Linked DNA regions of Danio rerio: region 1 is linked to region 2. Evidence: chromatin contacts called from public Micro-C data. All regions are on one chromosome and are shown on one strand. The core of a region is the stretch at or near the end of the contact, and the rest is flanking DNA. Distances in the headings are between cores, read along the strand shown. Region 1 holds the start of myo5aa (myosin VAa). Region 2 has its middle 6.7 kb from the start of atosa.

The links. Hi-C and Micro-C count contacts between places; a contact is called where the count stands out from the background.
Region 1: a contact with region 2 is called in a Micro-C map of caudal fin, with 14 times the contacts expected there. The contact joins the promoter of myo5aa here to the enhancer-like site in region 2. A contact is called at or near these places in 1 of 18 Hi-C or Micro-C datasets (caudal fin) and 1 of 4 datasets of contacts at active chromatin or transcription factors (embryo).

What each region holds. Positions count from the first base shown.
Region 1 is chr18:41,820,620-41,823,488 of GRCz12tu, reverse strand. myo5aa (myosin VAa) reads right to left here and starts at 1,486. Exons shown (of 39, transcript XM_073930027.1): 1 at 1,215-1,486. The coding sequence starts at 1,241.
Region 2 is chr18:41,680,724-41,683,423 of GRCz12tu, reverse strand. No RefSeq gene overlaps it. Among named protein-coding and RNA genes, the nearest start is that of atosa, 6.7 kb to the left of the region's middle. Within about 2 kb of position 1,388, at least 5 of the 62 cell types and tissues checked have an H3K27ac peak or open chromatin away from gene starts, as enhancers often do. A contact at or near this core is called in caudal fin, where this site is marked.

The DNA.
Region 1 (2,869 bases), core at 237-2,736, 140 kb before region 2:
TTTTTTACCCAGACATTTAAAAAGAATATATTTTAGAGCAGAGATCACAATAACGTGAAACCATGATATTTTATCCAAGGTTATCATATCGTCAGAATCATACACCGGCCCATGCCTAATACTAAAATAAAACACATATATTTCAATCATTAAATGACCCACAATTTGCCAAGAAAGTATATCATTTGACCACAAACCCAACCATGTTACCCATATAAAAATGCTTTAGTCTATTACAAAAAACCTTTGTAGAGCTAGATCGTTGCTACTTGTCTAAGGCCTGAATCCAAATAAACATTCTGTGCTCTAGGAGATTTCAAAAGAATCCATCAGTGCATTTACAATAAGACAGCTGCATCATGGGGGATGGGTGAGCCTCCCCCATTCTCTCTCTCTCTCTCTCTCTCTCTCTCACTCTTGAGTAAAACAACCAGTCATTCGTCATCTGAGACATCATTATGACCATATGTGATGACGTCACATTCAGGCTGCTACGCAACAATATCACACTTATTTTTGTCTTCAAAGAGACACGCCTTAAATATGAACAGGCCGCGCAGCAAGAGACCCAAAACAACTACTCACTGCAAGATGCAGACTGTGTTAGAGCATGCTCGCATCAGCACCAGAGATGCTCCCATCATCCCATGCAGGCAACGATGCTCACATCAGCACCGCCCGCATCCCACTGGCTCTCAGCCATCAACCACAACTGTGACCCATATCAATACATCCTTTGAAAACCTCTTGCTTGCCTAACACTCAAGATTTTTTTTTTGCATCTGACTATCAATAGTGCATTTAATACAGTTCAAAGCTTATGCATGCATTAATTTTCAGTAAAATGACAAGCAATGCAGTGTTTCATAAACATTCACTATAAATGCTACAGTTAACGCAGCATTTCTTAACAATGTTGACGTTTTAAAAGGTAAATAGCGTGTTAATCTCATATAACAAAAGAATAATAAGCATAACACTGTCGTTTTAGAGCATAAACAATGAGCTATTCATGAGGAATAAAGCATGTGTGGGGAAATACATAATTCATATGATCAGAGGGCAATAATGTCAACATATGCACTACAATGACAACACGACCAACGTGCAATCACCAATAACCGCGCTTTTTGTCAACACGCTGGCGTTTAATTTACAGCCTTGGCATTTATATTTGACGTCCAGACGGCCAGATGCTGAGTGTGTGAGTTTACCTTTGTATATAATTCAGACGCAGCCATGATGATGATGGTCGCTCGGTGTTCCTGCAAATCACAGTCAGCTGAACATCCGAACGGTCGCGAACATTCAAGTCTCTCCGGTGGATTTCACTCAGCGAAAGGTCTTTGGGAGGACGTCATGAATCCAAAGGCTTCTGCTCATTCCTCATGGAGCTGCTGCTCGCGTGTGAGTTCTTTTTTTTTTTTTTTTTTTTTGGTGTGTCTCTGTTCGTTCTGGGTGCGATCTATGCAGAGAATGAGTCAATGAAAACGCGGTTGCCATGACCAAGAGAAACAATGAGGCAAGAGTGCGCTCTGGTGGACAAGAGTGGATCATCACACGCTGGCATCCCAGCAGTTTTCTAAAATTTTGTTTGAATTTTTGCTATTTTAATATCAAATTAGATTGTTTTTAATTTTAGAGAAATTCAAAGTATAAAAAAGAAAAACAATGACAGAAAATATTTTTGTAATTTGATTATAATTTATATGTTAATAAAACCTATAAAAATAACAGTAATAATAATAATAATAATAATAATAATAATTATTATTATTATTATTATATTTATTATTATTAAATAAACATTATTATTATATACAGTTAGACAGAATTATTAGCCCCCCTGTTTATTGTTTTCCCCAATTTCTGTTTAAAAAAGATTTTTTTCAACACATTTCTAATCATAATAGTTTTAATAACTCATCTCTAATAACTGATTTATTTTATCTTTGCCATGATGAAAGTAAATAATATTTGACTAAATATTTTTACAAGACACTTCTATACAGCTTAAACTGACATTTAAAGGCTTAACTAGGTTAATTAGGCAAGTTATTGTATAACGATGGTTTTTTTTCTGTACAGTCGAAAAACAAATGCTTGAAGGGGCAAATAATTTTGTCCTCAAAATGATGTTTAAAAAATTAATAACTGCTTTTATTCTAGCCGAAATAAGACTTTCTCCAGAAAAATAATAATAATACCAGACATACCGTGAAAATTTCCTTGCCCTGTTAATCATCATTTGGGAAATATTTAAAAAAGAAGAAAAAAATCAACGGGGGGCTAATAATTCTGACTTCAACTGTAACATTATTAAATATGCCTACTATAAAATTATTAAATAAACCTTTTTTTTTTAAAATTAATTTGGTAATAAATATTTTCCCAGAGATTGGTTGCGGCTGGAAGGGCATCCGCTGTGTATAAACGTGCTGGAAAAGTTGGCGGTTGATTCCGCTGTGGCGACCCCTGATCAATAAATGGATCAATAAAAAGAAAATGAAAGAATGAATGGTAATAATAATAATAATTAAAAAAAAATATATATATATATATATATATATATATATATATATATATATATATATATATATATATATATACACACACACACACATACACACACACACAGTATATTGTAATATGCTGATTTTGTGCTTAGGAAAATTTTCAATATATCAATTTAATGTTTTTTTTTTTTTTTTTTAATTCTTCTTCTTTATAAGACTTAAAAAAATTATTAGTTACTAATAATTAATGTTTAATTTTAAATACCAAAAAATCTGGTTCCCACATTGATAATAATTAGAACATTCAGTTTTTTTATCACATAAATTGTAATTTATTCGTAAATTTACTTTAT
Region 2 (2,700 bases), core at 139-2,638:
GAAAGAATGAATGAATGAATGAATGAATGAATGCTCATATACCCAAATTGTCAACCATTTCTTTCTTTTCACATACTGATTGAAGTACAACAAATTTAAGGATGTAAATAGACTTATGATTAACCTTGTCTATTTGAAAACAAAAATGACCATATTAAGACCTACTTAGCAAAAAAATAGTCAGATTTGCAAATCCTTTTGTATTTAAATTGTCTTTGTTTAGCACAAGGGACTGGTTTAGTTATCGCGGTTGTGTTATGCCATCTAGTGGACTTTATTTAGAATCACAGGTGAGGCGCTGGCGAAATTATATGTCACTTTATGCTGCACATTTTTTTTAGAAAGATGTCACAGTTAAATTTAAATTAATTAAATAAATCAGATGTAATCAGTTGAATTAATGCTACAGGAAACAAACTCAACCAATAAAAATAAAATTAAAAAGCGGACAACCAAAAAATAGCCTACATAGGAATTTAACAATAGAAATGAAAAGTGTATGTGATATTTGTATCCATAAAGTGAAATTCTTTAATTAGAATGGTTTTAATTTCTATTTTTTTAAAGAATGAACACTGGTGACACTAACAAATAAGGATTTCGAGAAATTGTTTTTGCTAGCTGGGTTGGCATAATGATTACATTTTTAAAATGGGAGAAAATAGGTGAAGAAAATAAAGAACAAAGAAAGAAAGTTACAAAACTGAAAGCCACCGTTTTATTGTTCACATGTTACTTGCTTTTTGTGATTTTTAATTTTTTTTAAAACAAAATGGTAAAAGTATTTAAATTTATTTAAATAACAAAAAAGCTTAATGGGACAAAAATAGTAATTAAACATTTTTGCTATATGGATCGATTAGAATTTTATAATAACTATATTACATATATAGTACTACTGTCAAACAAATCTGCTTGTGAAATGACTGTTAATTACTTTATTATAATTACTATATTTATTATACTAGTTAATTAATTTATTATAATTATTTATAGAACTTTATTTTAGTCAACATAGTTTTCATGAGTTTTCATCAACATAGTTTTCATACTCGTTTTCATAAGATGTCAAATGAATCTCTTGTGTTCTGGTTCTGAGCCTGTAAAGTTGCCTCTCAAAGCTCACAGCAGGTCGTTTATAAGCGATTGTCAAACGTGTGTCCCTTTAAATGCAAACGAGCTGCTGCTTTCCAGAAGAGGGCGGAGTCACTGAGCTATGTTAAAAAGTTTCAGAAACAACAGAACAAACGGGCGAATTCTCGCGGCCAAAATATCGGAAATTATTATCAGCATATAGATCTATATGTTCAACACTGGACTTGGACAACGATGGAGAGGAATAGTTTACAACTGCTAGGCTGAAACAGGAAGTACGGTTAGTGGATTGATACACCCATGTAGTTGTTGTTGGAGAGCAAGCTGATTCAACCTGTCGACTGGCATATTACTGCTTCCCTCAGATGTGTTTATCTTATTATACAGTGTATAATAATTCATATACAGAATATGAATGGCAGTGAATTAGCTCTAGTCCCTGTATGTAGTCAGAGACAATGAAAAATTTACAGAAAGTTAAAAAGCTCTTTCAGAAAGGAAATTTGGGGAATATTCTCAAAATATGCTAACGTTAGATGTTTTGGATATTTACCCATCCTTCAGAAGCAACATTGAACTCTTGCTGGTAAAGCAGACAGATGTCAAACATATCTTGAACAAATATTTAACTATTTACAGACTTTTTTCAGTCTTAGTGGCTTGAATTTCAGGAGTGTTTAGACACTCTTATCTTAGTTAATACATTCAACAAGGCAACAGACCAAGCTAATGTTTTTTTAATATTTTTTTTCATTATTACATATCTTTACTTCTTTACATTGTAAATATTTTGCAGCTATAGAGAGTAAACAGAATTAAGACTAACATTAGGAATGAACAGTCATTACTTTAAAAAATGTTTTAAGGCATTATGTATGATTTTATTTAATGAATTAGCCATAAACCACTATAATAGTGTTATACACTTTGCTGACTTACCTACATTATCTCAAATATTATGAAGAATGTTCAAATCCAGAGAAAGAAGCAATTTCAGCTAATGATAGAGACTGTGTGTTGTGCTGTCTTGGCAGTTAAAATCGTCCGATTGTGGCATAATAAAAGCTCCGGTGCTTTTATGTCGAGTAAAGCAGGTCGCACACCAGAAGCGCCGCTCAGCGCCGCTACACGGCGCGCACATGACAGTTTAAAGTATCAAACACCAGACGCGCACATTCGAATGATATTTAACATGAAACTAATCAGATGGCGCTCTGTGGCACGGCTGAAAAATGAACTGCGTCCTGAGCTGTGGCTGGGCGCCGTAGTTTACTTGTTGGAAATATGAATATAACTCATTACGCGTAATGTATTCCCCCTCAACACTGCTTATTTTATACTTAGTTGACTACAATTCCTTTTACTATGAAAGTAGAATGATAATTCGCTCTATCTGCCCTTTTACGTATAAAACGATTGCAGTTTCATGGTAAACCATTATAAAATTACCTGACAGTATTTAAAGGGATAATTCACATAAAAATAAATATTATGTCCACCCTCACCCTTTACTTGTTGCAAACCTTTATGAGTTTCTTTCCTCTTTTAAATACAAAATACCACTTTTTGAAAAACTGTAACCACTGACTTATATAATATTTTTTC